Regions from separate parts of the Mus musculus genome. Here region 1 is linked to region 2. The links are chromatin contacts, called in public Hi-C maps. All regions are on one chromosome and are shown on one strand. The core of a region is the stretch at or near the end of the contact, and the rest is flanking DNA. Distances in the headings are between cores, read along the strand shown.

Region 1 (3,449 bases), core at 329-2,828, 320 kb before region 2:
GTGCCTTGCATGTGCTAGACAAGTGCTGTACCACTGGGCTATCCTCCAATGCCCTAGAATTCAGATGGGCTTGAATGCTGATAGCCATTTGCTATCTGTAATGTCAGCTTCTCTGAACGTCTTAAGTGTGATCTATAAGCATCCTCCTGAGTGTTGCAGTAGACTGCACATGGAAATCTTTCCCTACTCTTGCCAAGTGCCAATTATCTCACAGGGACTTTCTCTGGTTTTTTAAGAGGCAACCTTGAGTTGATCTTCATGGCGGCGCAGCCTTTGACGGAGTGCTTCTCCACGCCAGTGTTCATCCTTTTTCAGAGAGAAAAGGAGACCAATGAGTCACCGACTGCCACAGGTGGGAGCCAACCATCTTTCCCTCCCTCCCTGGTGCTCCCAAATCTGTTTTTAGCTTTCTCGGGGGAGGCGGGAATCAGATTCTCACTCTGAAGCCCGGGACAGCTGGACAAACGTTACCATGATGTGAACTTGGGGAAAGTTGGATTTTTCTTCAAAAATCCTCTCTTTTGTGGTAAACGGGAAGTTCTCTTTCAAGCTTTCCAACTCTCTTAAGTTTTCATTTCTTTCCAAAATAGACGCTAGATCTGCTGGAAGTTCTGGAAGGAACTGGTTGAGGTTCCTCAGACTGGTTCTGATTTCGTCTTTCACCTCCGACTTCAGCGTCCTCATTGCGTCACTGACCTCCATCTGCCTCCTCTCCAAGTCTTTCTGGTTTGCTACCTAAGCAGGGTGGTGGGGTCAAACATCAGGACTTAGAACTGAGTCGCTTAGTGCGTCTTACCTGGAAGATCACACACCCTGGACAGGCTCAGTTAGTACACGCAGTTCTTGATTTGCAAGCATCAGGACCCGAGTTCAATCCTCAGAACCCACAAGGCTGGGTGAGGGACCATGCTTGTCATTCCAGGACTAGGGAGGTAGAGGCAGGTCAGTCTTTGGGGCTCACTGGCCAGCCAGCCTAGCCTAGCAGTGAGCTTAAGTTTCAGTGAGAGTCCCTGTCGCAAGGCAGTAGAACAATTAGAGGAAGATATCGAGTGCTCTTCCCTGGCTCTCTACATGAACCATTTAAGTGCATGCAACACCCACACTCACAGCAAACAATCAACAGAAACAGCTGGGGAGAAGGTTCCATTAGTGCAGTGCTTGCTGGGCACGAGGACTAGAGTTGGATTTCCAGCTTTCCCATAAAAGCTAGTATAGTGGCATGTGCCTGTACCTCCGTGCTAGGGCATAAAGACAGGTTCGTGGATGGGGCATATCCTAATTGGTAAGCCTCAGGTCCCAGTGAGAGCTAGTGAGTTAGTTAGTTTTATGTCAGCTTAACACAAGCTATAGTCATTTGGGAAAAGGGCCTCTCAATTGAGAAGATGCCTCCCTAAGACTGGCCTATAGGTGAGTGCATCAGGCGGTTTCATGACTGCTGACTGATGTGTGTGTGGGGAGGAGGGGGTCCCACAGACTGTGGCGGGGCCACTCCTAGGCTGATGGTCCCGAGTTGTACAAGAAAGCAGTCTGAGCAGGCCATGAGAAGAACGCTAGTAAGCAGCTTCCTGCCAGTAAGCAGAGTTCCTCCAAGTTCCTCCAAGGCATGCTTCACTTCCTGTCCTGATGAAGTGTGGCCTGAGGGCTGCGAGCTGAAATTAACCCCTTCCTTCCCAAGGTGCTTTTGGTCATGGTCTTTTAGCATAGCAACAGAAACTCTAAGATGGGAATCTTGTCAAAAAGCAAGGTGGACATCTGAGGAATGGCGCCTGCGTGTGATCTTTGCCCTCCACATGTATGTGTACAGATGTATATTGCTACAGACAAGGGCATGGGTGCGCATGCACACACACAACACAAAAAGTCAGCCAGTAAACTTGCAAGCATGAAGACCTGAGCTCAAGCCCCAGAACACACATAACCGTGCTGGGCATGGGGGCTCACTGCAGGCCAGTCCATCTAAACACATGCTGGCATTCCTGAGAATGAGAGCCAAGGCTCCTCCCACTCCCACACACATATCCACCAGCACACTCAGGTCCTGGGCCTGCACACCCACTTAAAGCCAGTCAGCTGAGCTGGCTTAGCAGGTAAGGCACTTGTTAATAAGCCTCACACCGAACTGAATCCTCAGAGCCCAGTTCACGAGCAGAACGGCCTCCCACAAGTTGTCTTCTGACCTCCTCATGCTCACCACGGTGTGGGCGCACACACGTACACATTCACACATAACCATAAATCTGTAAATAAATAAGATCACTTTAAAACGCTAGTTCATGGGCTGGTGAGATGGCTCAGTGGGTAAGAGCACCCGACTACTCTTTCGAAGGTCCGAAGTTCAAATCCCAGCAACCACATGCTAGCTCACAACCATCCGTAATGAAATCTGACTCCCTCTTCTGGAGTGTCTGAAGACAGCTACAGTGTACTTACATATAATAAAAATAAATAAATCTTTTTTAAAAAAAAGCTAGTTCATTTAATTTTAAGAGTAGATTTTCAACCAATTCTTTTTCCTTAAGTTTATGTCTAAATTTTAAGGCTAAGAAAAAAATTAACTTGAAGAACACTCTTTACAGTCAGCTTTCACAAGTCCCACATTCCTGTTAAAGAGATACTGACAACAATAAACCCTGCCTGTGCCCGCACAGTGGCCCGGGCTGGTCAGCTGGGGTTCTGGGGTGCACACCTGTTTCTTGAGTTCCAGGTACTCCTGCTGCATCTGGCTCAGCTCCTTCATGAGGCGCCTGGCCCTCTCGTGGTTGTCCTGGGCCACCAGCTCAATTGTAGCCATTTCCTTTTGCATGCAGCTGTTCTCCTGCTTCTGCTCCTAGCATGCAGGGAGGCAAAGGACTTTGCAGACACACACGGGTTCCACACTCACCAGCAATGTAAAGACCTCAGTTTCTACAACTGTGAAATGGAGCATTCTGGAGGCAGGTGTAGTGTGACTGGGAGAATTTGAATCCAGTGTTTGAAGCCAAATCTTTAGCAGTACCTCTGACAAGTCACCTTCCCCTCCCTCAGCCCCATCAGTGACCCATGAAAGGGCAACATCCTTCAGGGGCTGTAGGGATTATCATTTATTGATTTGAGACAGGGTCTCACTGTGTAGCTCTGGTTGGCCTGGAACTCACTGTAAGACCAGGCTGGCCTCGAACTCACAGAGATCCTCCAGCCTCTGGTTTTGAGTCTGGGATTAGAGGACTGGGCCACCATGGCCAGCTTAAATCTATCTTTCCGATCATCCTGCCCAAGTCCTAGTTAAAGCACACCACCTTCTGATAACGCATCAGATTTCCTTCATACAGCAGTTCTACTAGTCCCTCCAGAGAGCGCTGGAAACAGCCACTCCTGGAAACACTGTGCACACTGCTCTGACTGATGTCATCACCACCCCACCCCTTAGGTCATGGGTAAAAGCATGGTAGACCAGGCTTCCTGGTTTTAAC
Region 2 (3,647 bases), core at 982-3,481:
GGAATCCTGGGATCCAGTGTTGAAGGAAAACAAGTTTTACAGAAGACAGGTTGGTGTGACTTGACTTGGCTTTTGTAAGACATATTTTGGGCCAGGATTTCATGTTCAGGTTCATCTGCTGGTGGGATAACTGTTCTAGAAACTACTTTTGCAGGCGACAGTCTTCTTATCCCTAACATGAACTTGCCTCCCAGAGTCTTGTGATTAGTACTGAAAGCTGTGGCTTTTGCTCCTTACTATATGTAGGCTTTCATCCAACAAGAACCATGTGGTTTGCTGCTAACATTTTCCTTAATTTTATGGCATTGCTCATGTTGTGTTCGAGTTTCTACACTGACGGAAGCTGTATGAATTTCATTTACATAACTTCTCTGGTCACGTTCCTCATTTATCAAAATAGCACAGCAGCAGCTTCTTCAGGGTTTTGAGTATTTCAGAAGCACAGAGAGAGTCAGAAGGAACACTTTGTGTCGAGACCCTTCCGAGCCTGTGCAGGTTGGAACCTTTGACTGCACTCCTCCGTAATGTTTTACCGTGCTGAGCGTCCATTGCTTTTCACTTCGTACCCATGAGGGTAGCCGCTACCTTTATTTTCTTCTAAGCATAACAAGTGTTCAGATGTTAGAAAACAGTATGGAAGTTCCACAGAAAAATTAAAACAGAGCTAGCGTATGAGCCAGCAACTCTGGAATACAATATGGCAAGCAAAGGTTCAAGCAGTGTCTATATACTCCTGTGTAGAGCAGTATCTATCTGCTCAAAGCAATTTAAACCCCATAATGTACGTGGTGGATGAATGAGTTACATGTGTGTGAAAGTGTGAGGCTGTGACAGAAGCTGCAGCACAGAGGCGGTCTAAAGACATTTTGCTAAAACAAGAGGGCCAGGCATGGAGAACAGGTACTGCACGATTCACAGACAAGCTTATGTTAAGCACATAGGGAGGTCAAGTTCATAGCAACAGAAAGCCGAGATCAGGCACCAGGGAGAGAGAAGGGAGGGTGGGGTTTGCTTGTTGGGACCTCGTCTCAGGTTGGGCTGTTGAGAAGGATGGTGGTGGTGGAGCACAGCAGTATGAACGAGATGGGCAGCACTGGTTGGGTTTAATGTGTCACCTTATCCTTCACAGGAACCCGCTTTGAACGTGTCCTCATGAGAGTAGGATATCAAGCAAAGAATGCTTCCACGGAGCTGAAGATTAGGTGCTTGGATGCAGTTTCCTCTCTCCTGTATTTATCGGTAAGTACACGGGGAAGTTAATGAAGGGCAGCGGGCTGTCTGTGTTTGGGAGGACGAATCGGCATGGCACTAGTAGTTTCTGAGTTCCAGGCCAGCCAGGGCTCCAGAGAGAAACCCTGGCTCAAGACCTAACAAAACAAAGCAGGGCAGTGGTTATTCCACCACTTGGGAGGCAGAGGCAGGTACTCTTGAGTTCAATGCCAGCCTGGTCTACAGAGTGAGTTCCAGGAGAGTGAGAGCTACCTTCACTATGTTACTGGGACATGAAAACTTTGTAAGGGTATTTTTCAATTTATTCAAGAGTTGCATACACGTATGCATACATTTGATTGTGTCCACTCCTTTCCAGTGTCCCCTCCCTGTTCCTCCAATGTCCTCTCCAACCTCATGACTATCTGCTTTCTTTCTTATTATGTAATTAGTGCTGCCCATATGCACAGGGTTTGAGGTCATGGCCACACATGCAAGACTCCCCCTTCCTCCCTGGCTGCTGTCAACTCCTCTAGCTCTTCCTTGGCTGCATTGGGGTTTTGGTTGGCTTAAGTTTGTGCAGGGAACCACAGCAGCTAGCCATCTCAAGCACTCCTCTCATCTTCAGCTCTTAAATTCTTTCTGCCCTCTCGTCTTCAGAGTTCCCTGAGCCTTGAGAAGCAGGGGATTGATACAGATGTGTCACTATAGGCAATATTAAAGTCACTTATTCCCAGTCACTGCCCATTGCAAAAAGAAGCATCTCTGACCAAGGCTGAAAGCCTCACAAATCTAAATATAAACATGAGCAGCTAGCAAAACAACAATAGGAGGTGCCCCTCTAAGACCTTTGACTTCCACAGCCATGGGTCATTTTATGGTATGGTGTGGTGTGGTGTGGTGTGGTGTGGTGTGTGGTGTGGTGTGGTGTGGTGTGGTGTGGTGTGGTGTGGTATGGGTATGGGTATGGGTATGGGTGTTTAGCGCTTGTGTGCAGTGCCTGTAGAGGCCAGGAGAGGGCTCAGACCCCTAGAACTGGAGTTGCAGCTTTACGGTACCAAGCCTGAATGCTGTCCTATGGAGCAGGCCTCAGTCCAGTCAGGTGCTTGGTTCTCCTCATAACAGTCATCGCAAGTGGGCACAGCGTTCAGGTCCAGCACTGGGCAAGAACACTGATGTCTTTGCTCCCCTGCATCCTGCAGAGAGCAGTTTATGGTACTGCGGAAGCTAGGCAGCTTAGAAGAAGTTTTCCAGGGTTATCATTTAGTTATGATGGACAGCTAAGAGCAACAGGCATAACCTGCTTTAATAGGGGAGGTGCTCTCTGGGACCTCCCAACTGTAGGGAGTCGCTGGGGTTTTCAGTTACTAGCCCATTTCCTCTGGGAACAGCATTGTCCACTCATGCAGGGATCAGAGTCCCTTGGGGGTGGGGGCTGCTTCTTTAGTCTTAGTTAGCTTACCCATAACCCCTTCTCACTCCCGAAATCTATCATCGTGAGTGAGAGAAGGGGGTTACAGGAGATGTGCATATGTATAGGCACACGTGCCATAGTGCACATGTGGAGATCGGAGGACAACTTGATGGAGTCAGTTCTCTCCTACTCTATATGACACCTGAGGACTGAACTCGGGCTGTCAGGCTCACACAGCCAGGGCTTTACCCGCTGAGCCATCAGCAGCTCGGTTACTCATATCTTTTGGTTTGTCTGCTTGTGTTTTTTATTTTCGAGACAGGGTTTCTCTGTGTAGCCCTGGCTGTCCTGGAACTCACTTTGTAGACCAGGCTGGCCTCGAACTCAGAAATCCACCTCCCTCTGCCTCCCAAGTGCTGGGATTAAAGGCGTGTGCCATCACCGTCCATATCTTAAGTGTAACATAGAATGACAGAGTAATAGAACTGGAGGAGTCCTAGTGAGTAGTTCATCCCGTCCAACAAAGATGGGAGCTTTCTGGCCTGGATTGAGAGATGGGTTCTCTCCAAGGGGCTCACAGAATGCCATTTATCCAAGGCTTCCTGACTCAGGCACGGGCTTTTCTCTGGCTGTGGTAACCTTGCCATGGGCATTTCCTTTCTGTGCTGCAGCCTGAGCAGCAGACTGATGACTTCCTGGGAATGACAGAATCCTGGTTTTCCTCCATGTCTCGAGACTCCCTGGAGCTTTTCCGTGGTATCAGTAACCAGCCCTTCCCGGAGCTACACTGTGCTGCCTTGAAAGTTTTCACAGTAGGTACCTTTTCTCCTCAGATCCTTCTGTGACTGCCAGCTCAACACGGAGCACTAGAGTGAGCTAGCCTCTGTGCACGCAGTAGTTTCTACCCTGCTGCTTCAGGAGCCATTGAGAGAGACTCGTGCCAACGGGTTGTCAGTAAGGGGTGTTCACTACTGTCTGAGGTTTAAACCAGCTGCTATTGCATCACAGGTTGACCCAGCTCCTC

The links. Hi-C and Micro-C count contacts between places; a contact is called where the count stands out from the background.
Region 1: a Hi-C map of Th1 cells shows a contact between it and region 2, with 1.8 times the contacts expected there. The contact joins two enhancer-like sites. A contact is called at or near these places in 7 of 484 Hi-C or Micro-C datasets (the G1E-ER4 cell line, Th1 cells, cortical neurons and 4 more), 1 of 115 datasets of contacts at active chromatin or transcription factors (effector CD8 T cells) and 1 of 9 other capture datasets (adipose tissue).

Annotation. Positions count from the first base shown.
Region 1 is chr2:35,172,395-35,175,843 of GRCm38.p6, reverse strand. It overlaps Cntrl (centriolin), which reads right to left. Exons shown (of 44, transcript NM_001379274.1): 39 at 2,687-2,827; 40 at 472-735; 41 at 244-306. Among named protein-coding and RNA genes, the nearest start is that of Rab14, 27 kb to the left of the region's middle. Within about 2 kb of position 1,578, at least 58 of the 459 cell types and tissues checked have an H3K27ac peak or open chromatin away from gene starts, as enhancers often do. A contact at or near this core is called in Th1 cells, where this site is marked.
Region 2 is chr2:34,854,040-34,857,686 of GRCm38.p6, reverse strand. Psmd5 (proteasome (prosome, macropain) 26S subunit, non-ATPase, 5) reads left to right here. Exons shown (of 10, transcript NM_080554.2): 7 at 1-49; 8 at 1,130-1,239; 9 at 3,295-3,435. Among named protein-coding and RNA genes, the nearest start is that of Psmd5, 15 kb to the left of the region's middle. Within about 2 kb of position 2,231, at least 8 of the 459 cell types and tissues checked have an H3K27ac peak or open chromatin away from gene starts, as enhancers often do. A contact at or near this core is called in Th1 cells, where this site is marked.